Linked DNA regions of Mus musculus: region 2 is linked to region 1. A link is a contact called in public targeted proximity ligation data. All regions are on one chromosome and are shown on one strand. The core of a region is the stretch at or near the end of the contact, and the rest is flanking DNA. Distances in the headings are between cores, read along the strand shown.

Region 1 (3,720 bases), core at 472-2,971:
AAATACAAAGACTCAGGGGCAGCCTCCTCTCAGAGGGGCCTGAGAGAGGCAGCCATGGTGCTAGGGTTTTCCTTTACTAAGAAGGCATTGATGGGCAGGCACAAACAGAGTGAGGTTTACAAGTCAAGTAACAGGATGCAATCAGGGTCAAGTTTCATGCTCTGAACGTATGCCGGAGTCTGTAAAGAAATAGTCTTGCTTTTAGGAAACACACCAGTTATCCCAACACTCAGGAGCCTGAGGCAGGAGGATGAGAGGTTCATGATCATACTTAACTATATAGTGAGTTCAAGGCCAGCCCAAGCAAACTCACAGGCATTGCTTTTCCACTAGAGACCTGTCCAGTGGCTGTAGGTTCTAGAACTTCATTTCAGGAGCACTCGGCACGTGTGGAGTCCAGGCACCTAGAAGATAGGGACTGTGTCCTTGGGAAAAGCATCCTTGGTGTGGAACTGTCTCCAGCCGAACTGGCCTCTCTGAATCCCACATTCCTGGGGTCCCAGAAGTTTAGGGTGTCGGCCTCAGGGCTAGATGGAGAGCTGAAGAGGAAGCAAGAAAACCATCAGCTCAGAGGCCAAGGGGGCAGCCCCAACCTCCTCTCACACACATACCATCCAAGGAAACTGAGCTTTGAGAGTCTGCCCTGACTCGTGGCTCCAGCTGGCTCCGATCCCTTCTGGCCGCCAGCGCAGCTTTCTCGCCATCTGCCTCGGGCCATATTTCCCTTTAAAAACAACTTTTATTTTAAATTATTTTAAGACTTTCATAGATGGCACAGAAAATTTCCCTACACCCTGGGCTCACTTTCCTGTTATGAGCCACTTGCGCAAGCAACATGAATTTATCACAATTAAGAGAATAGCAGTCAGGCGTGGCAGGACAAGCCTGTAATCCCAGCACTAGAGAGCTGAGGAGGGGGATGGAGACTTCAAGGCCAATAGCAATCAGCCTGATCTGTTTTTCCAATCCCTTCACCAAGAGTCTGGGTCCAAAACCTAGGGATGACTGGCATCTTCAACCTGTGCCAATGGCACACACTGCCAGTCACCATGACAGATGCTGACCTTGTATGTCTGCCTGAAGTGGCTTCCGACAGCTGTCTCCACTGTGAAGCTACAGTTTACCAGTCCTGTTTGCTTTTTTTGGGAGGGGTGGGGGTGGGAGTGAGAGGAGAGAAGGGGAGGGAAGCTTGGATCAGAAGGTAAAGTAAATAAATTAATTAATGAAGGAAGGAAAAAGATACATATGAGACACTAAGTGCACAGTCTGGATTTAGGAGATTTCGCCCCATTACAGCAGAGTCCCCTGTGAAGGAGAGGCAGGCTGATACCCTGCTCCACAGTGGCTGCATCTCAATTACCCAAATCTGCAGGTGAAAGGCCTGCTGCCCACCACCTTCCTAAGTGCGCTTGGAGAACACTGCTCTACAAGGACCAATGGAGACACAAAGATGCTAATTCAGGTAGTCAGAGCAGAGAAACCCGCTGATGACCAAACTCAGTGAAAGTTGAGCATGAGCCAGTAGCCAGCTCAGAAAAATGCCCTCGCACAGCCCTGAGGCACCCTCATCACCCACAAGGAAGGGGTGGGATAGAGAACTAGACTAGCCTCCATGTGGGGCTGCCCAGGACCATCTGGCCCACGTGACCTCCAAGGCATCTACCCTACTGTGTGTGCAGCCAGGGAAGGTCTTAGGTTAATTGTCTCTCTTTGTTTAAGAAGCAGGCTTGTTTCTTCCTTTGACATGTCTTTCTATAAATAGGCTACCCTTCTTCTACCTGAACATCTGTGTCCCACAAAGGTTTTTCAAACGTCACAGATGAGTGTCACTGCCTTTTTTCACTCCTGCTCCAAATTAAAACAAGAACCCATTGTCATCATCCCCCAGCTCCAACACCTCCCTGCCCCCTTCTTAATTTGAAGCTCGCTGACATCACCCTCGGGTGTCCTTCTCCAGGCTGTAGGCACTCAGGCCCCGCCAGAGCTCTGAGTAACACATCTGACCAGGCAGGTCCCCAAGTTCATCACTTTTTAATTAAGCAACATGAACTAATTAAAAGTAATTAGAAGTGAGGCTTCAAAGGAGCAGAGTGAGACACATAAGCTACTGTCCCAAAAGCAGAGAGAAACAGGGGAGGACAACAGACAGGCTCTCACTATGAAGCCCAGGCTAACTCTAACTCATGACCTTCCTGTCTCTGCCTTCAAAGTGCTGGGATGGCAAGCCTGGACTACCACGGCCAGCTGAGAAATGGTTTTTGTACTAAACTCATATAGAACAGAAGCCAAAGCCACCCCTCTGCTCCCACATTCTTCACAGTCTTCATTGAGTTTGCAAATATGTCACCTGTTCATGTTCAAGGGCTCCTCGTTCTTCTGTTCTCTAACTTGCTCGTGTAACAACCCTCAGTGGCAGTCATAGCTATTAGCCCCAGAAAGACTCAAACCCAGCCCAGACTGAGTCTGAGACTTCCTCTCTTACCACTGTCAGCCTCTCTTCCCGCTCAGGCGCCAAGGGTGTGGCAAGACAATGAACCCCTCTAATAAACCCATTCAAGGACATCTGATTTCCCCCCACCAGGACAGTGCCCACACAAAAAACAGAAAGCAAAGCTTTATGTGTCTGCAACAGTTTTATCGTCACCATCTTAGCAGCCACCCCCTCCAGGATCTGGATCTATAGATGCAGTGCACCTCTGGTCTGAGAGGCTTCCTTGGGGGAGGGGAGTTACAAAGGGACCTTTGGCAACATCTCAAGCACTCAAGGGAAGAGTGCTCATTGGCCCATAACCTTAGTGGCCCAGCCCTCACTTCCAGGAGTGACTGAGGGACAGAGCTCCCATAGGGGCTTCGGATCTACCAGACCCAACTGTACCTCAGCATCAGCAGAAACCATTACCAAGAGGCTCAGCCAGCAGAGATGCAGTGTCCTAAGGAGAGGCTTTGCAACACATCACCCTCTCCTCTCTCTAGAGGAGCGGCTGAGGCCCAAGGATTGCTGGCAAATTCCAGGACTTTGCCCAGCTTTGGAGACGAAGTCACTGATGCTGAGAGAGTCTCACTGGCCATAGCTGAGACATGAGTCCACAGTATAGACTTTCCCCTCTTTAAGGCCTCCAACTGGCAATCCAGAGGCCAGTCAATCTCTAGATGAGCATTTGTCTGGCAATGCTGAGGGTGAACCCATGACCCACACACATCCGGGAAGCGCCCTGCCACTGAGCTATAAGTTCAACCTTTCCTTCATTTTAAAAATTTTATGTTTTTGGAGTCAAGAGTCTCACTAAGTTGCCCTGGTTGACCACGGAGTGGGTGACAGACATATGTGCCAGTCCTCAAGTCTTGTACCAGGGTGGGGCTGGCAGGGTATAGCACCCTTCCAGTTTGCTGTGTCTGGCTTCCTTGAGGCTGCTACAGGTCCAGGAAGTTTGTAACCTGAGAAGGGGCCACGGAAGGCATCCAGGGACACCTCAGGGTGTTTGTAAGTGAACACATGGACTCATACAAACTTTCATCTGTCGGCTACAAACGCTGAAACTGAAGGCTCTGGAAGAGCTCCTTCCCAAAATGTCCACAGCCAACGCCAATGCCTACTGAGGGGCCATTAGTCCCTGCTCCGTCTTCAGTAAGAGGCCTGCCTTCTCTAGAGTTGGTTTAAAAGATGGCTTCTCCTGGGAGATGCTGGTCACGCATACCTGAACACAAACTGCTTTCTTAGAG
Region 2 (4,257 bases), core at 478-2,977, 200 kb before region 1:
TGCATACCTAGTAAACCATGGCTTGAGGTCTCAAGACAGAGAGAGGCCTCTTTGTGTTTGTTTTTGTTGTTGTTGTTTATTTGTTTGTTTGTTGAGACAGGGTCTCTATTTGTTGCCCTAGCTGTCCTAGAACTCACTACATAGAGCAGACAGGCCTTGAACTCACAGAGTCACTTGCCTCTGCCTCCCAAGTGCTGGGATTAAAGGCGTGTGCCACCATGCCCAAGGACAGGGGCCTCTTACAGAACCACTAAGATTAGGACTATATCCAAGATGCCTGGCCAAGATGCAGACAAGGAAGTTGATGCCCCTCTATCTGTTACCTTCTTGATGGGACCTAGGTATGATGCTCCCTGCACGTGTCTCAGCCAAAACCCCATTGGGCTCTCTCTTCCCCACACAGTTTATCATCTCTGGGTCCCTCTCCGTAGCAGCTGAGAGGAACCACACCAGTTGCCTGGTAAGTCTGAATGGACACAGAGAGCCAGGGATAGGGATGGTGCCCACCTACCTGGGTGCCACTCGGGACCCCGCTCCCATCTGCTCACTCATTTGGCCCATTCAACAAGCACTCCTTGGAGATTTTCTAAGTGTCCACAGAAGGAATTTAAACATCCACATACAGAAGGAGGAGACGAGACACTTGCAAAATGCCACCCAAGGTAGATGGTAAGAGTCTAGTGATAAAGTCTTCACAGACTTTCAGAGGAGGCAGTCGCAGGAAGGGTCCCCAAGAGAATAGCCACCAAGTTGTTAAGGTAGATGGGCCTGGGCCTGAGGGAAGACAAGTTGGGGGTTGGGAGGGAGGTGGCAGATGCATGCTGCAAACATGTCCCAGGAAAGCCACTAAGAGGGTTAGGCCTCCTTCCCAGAAGCTCCCAAGAGGATGGAAGAAGCAGAGAGAGGCATCAGGGCCTTTTCTTGGGGTCTCAGGGAAAGAGAAGAGAAAGAATGGGGAAAGGAAAACCCAGCCTCCTCCAATGCTAATGGCCCCAAGCCCCTAGGCCGGGAAGGAGGGTGCAGGAGACTGGGCACAGTGAGTGTCCTTTCTCCTCTTTGCCTCTTCTTGTTGCTCCTCTTCCTCCCACAGTTGAAGAGCAGTCTGGGAACCAACATCCTCAGTGCCATGGCAGCCTTCGCGGGGACAGCCATTCTTCTCATGGACTTTGGTGTCACTAACTGGGTGTGTTGGCAGATGTCCCAAGGGGTGATAAACCCAGAGAGATGAGGGTTATAGCCAGGACTAGGGAAGACCCAAGAGTCTGCAGTCCTGGGCTAGTTGCAGAGCCTGATGCTCCAGTAGACCTCATGAGTGTACTGACACCTTGACCCTACCCCACGTCGGATGGGGAAGGCAGGGGAAGGGAGATGAGACCCCGTAGAATGGAAGGAGTGAGGCCCAAGGCTGGAGTCAGGAAGGCTGGAGCCAGGTACACACATCTGCCTCTTGCCTGGGAAAGTTATTCTTGGTCCGGGGGGGGAGGGGGTCTCTTTACTTTTAAACGCTCTGTTTGCCTTGACTGTGGGTTTGGGTTCTCAGGATGTGGGCAGGGGCTACCTTGCCGTGTTGACCATCTTCACCATCCTGGAGTTCTTCATCGCTGTCATTGCCACCCACTTTGGGTGCCAAGCCACCCGTGCTCAAACTAACGCAGTAAGTATTCTCACACCACGTCCAGAGCCCCTGAGGTTGCCTGTTGTCCAGGAAGAGGTTACTCCTGCAGCCCCTCCCACTTCCCCTTTGTGGCTGAGCTGTGATGAGAACCTCAAGTTTTGAAATGGGACTATTCACCCGTGGCCACTGGGGGCGCCAACACTATAGGCAGAACTGAAATTCTTCTGGAATCAGAGGACAGGGTTGGGGAGGGCGAGGCGTGCACCTTGCACAGAGGAGCCCACAGACTGCCTACAGATGGACACATCAGAAAAGACAGCATGTCTCAGTGGAAGCTCATTTTTCCAGGGGAAAATAGGAGGCGGGTGGAAGAGAGTGGGAAGAGGGGGTTCTGATAGCGCAGAGGCTTGCCTGGAAGGAGAATGTAGAGGATGGCAGGTGCCATTTAAAGTTGGAGCAGGAGGATGAACTAGATTAAAGGAGCCCAGTGAGTGACTACTACTGTGAGAGCAGCATGTTCAGGCAAGAACTATAGAAGCCCCGGGTTCAGCAGAGACTATCCAGAGAGGAAATATCAGCTCACTAGCCCCTAGGGGAAATGAGGTTTTGTCTACTTTGCTAGCTTCAGTGTGTCCAAGTCCTAGCTCATAACTGACCCTAGAAAATGTTTGCTAACATGTCAGTTACACGATGCTTTTGTGTGAGAGAGCTGCTGTTCTCTGAATACCCACGGGGTGGCACTATTGCAACGCTCCCCGAAGACCGCAGAGCCACCCAAAATTTGGGATTTTTTTTTTTTTTTTTCTTTGCAGTCTGTGATTTTCCTACCCAATGCCTTTGGCACGGATTTCAACATCCCCAGCCCAGCAGTCTCTCCACCTCCTGCCTATGACAACGTGGCATATATGCCCAAGGAGTCATCAGAATAGATTACAAGTTCTGCAGGTTGAAGTCCAGGCTTCCCACTTTACCCAGAGCCTCTCCACCCTCACTTTGTCCGTTCTAAGGCAGCGGTTTCCCAGCGAGACTCTCCAAGCCATGTGCACTGTGTCACTGAGTGACATGTTCCATCCATTTCCTAGTTCCTCCAATACTGTCTTTCCAAAAAAGGCATAAAGCTGGTGTCCAGGGTGTGCCCATTCTCAGCCCTGTCACCTGACATAGACGTCCCGTACACTCCTCCTCAGTCCTCTGCTCATCGTGGGAAATCTTGGCTTCGCAGAGGTTTCGGAGGTTTGTCTTCAAGATCATTAAGCACGGAGAACTCAGAATGTTCCAGAATAGACTGGCATTTCAGAGGCTCAGAGCAAGGCTTGACCTCCAGGCTCCTAGCTCCGAAGATCAGCTCTGTCCTTTGTCATCTGCTGTTACATCTTTGGGATTTCATTTTCCCACCCGGAAACTAGAGTGTTAAACTACACCACATAAGACTAAGGCGTGATGGCGCACGCCTTTAATCCCAGCATTTGGGAGATTGAGGCCAGCCTGGTCTACAGAGTGAGTTCCAGGACAGGACAGTCAGGGCTACACAGAGAAACCCTGTCTCGAAAACCAAAAAAAAGCACCTCTTGGCTAAGCCCTGCATTTCTCTTCTCCACCCCGGAACCTCCTTCTCCTTATTTGTAACAGAAGATTGGCATTGACTCTGGCTCTGCCCACCTACTAGGACAGGAGGCTGCAGAGGAGACTGAACCACTCCATACTCCCCCAACCCTGCCTGAAAAGCAGGAGTGCCCCTGAGAGTCACCACTTCAGCCCAGTGTTCACAGGCCCTGACATATGGCTTGTATCATCTATACTTTGGAGAAAAATAAACAGCGTGGCTTAGATTTTAAGTTGGTCTCAATGTGGTGGCATTTGCTTTTTAAGTTTGGGATCTTCTGAGGGCTTAATCATGGTTAATCGGAGATTCAGGCAAGTACCCCCATTAAGAGCAGGCAGGATATGGTAACTTCTTACAGTTAGGGACATCTCCATGCCTTGAATTCGATGATGATCACATGGGTAATTGCATATGTGAAAATCAACTTGTGTGGAGACAGGGGAGATGACTCCGTGGTTAGGAACCTGAGTCTCTGTGCTCAGCATGCAAGTGAGAAGCTGGGCACAGTGACACGGGTCTGTAGTCCCAGCACTGGAGAGGCACAGAGTGGAGGAACCCATGGGCCTGCATGGCCAACAAATCTATCTGAATCAGTGAGTCCCAGGTTCCATGAGAGACCTTGGGTTGAAAGTTAGGATGGGCAAGTAAGAGAACAAAGGAAGCCTTCAGAGGCCTGAACTCGGCGTGTGGACGGAGGAGAACGCTAATGAGATTCCACAATACACGGAACTTACATACATGCTTGCCGAGTGCTGACATTAATCACGAGTAGGCTTTAACAAATACTAATGAATTCAAGATGTGCTGACTGTACGCACGTCAAAGTCTTACCAGATTTGCCCAGCCTCCCACCTCAGTCTGGTTCGGATGCCCCTTTCTTTTTTCTTTTTCTTTTCTTTTTTTTTTTTAAGATTTATTTATTATATGTAAATACACTGTAGCTGTCTTCAGACACTCCAGAAGAGGGCGCCAGATCTTGTTACGGATGGTTGTGAGCCACTATGTGGTTGCTGGGAATTGAACTCAGGATCTTCAGAAG

Evidence for each region.
Region 2: a targeted proximity ligation map of memory CD8 T cells shows a contact between it and region 1, with 6 read pairs. A contact is called at or near these places in 2 of 39 promoter capture datasets (HPC-7-derived erythroid cells and liver), 2 of 484 Hi-C or Micro-C datasets (the HPC-7 cell line and nephron progenitors), 1 of 130 datasets of targeted methods (memory CD8 T cells) and 3 of 9 other capture datasets (adipose tissue, liver and pancreatic islet).

What each region holds. Positions count from the first base shown.
Region 1 is chr19:10,782,237-10,785,956 of GRCm38.p6, reverse strand. A430093F15Rik (RIKEN cDNA A430093F15 gene) reads right to left here. Exons shown (of 4, transcript NR_027805.1): 2 at 2,876-3,720; 3 at 612-724; 4 at 1-539. Among named protein-coding and RNA genes, the nearest start is that of A430093F15Rik, 43 kb to the right of the region's middle.
Region 2 is chr19:10,977,496-10,981,752 of GRCm38.p6, reverse strand. It overlaps Ms4a15 (membrane-spanning 4-domains, subfamily A, member 15), which reads left to right. Exons shown (of 7, transcript NM_001034898.2): 4 at 404-460; 5 at 1,091-1,183; 6 at 1,541-1,654; 7 at 2,428-3,446. The coding sequence ends at 2,544. Among named protein-coding and RNA genes, the nearest start is that of Ms4a10, 4.9 kb to the right of the region's middle.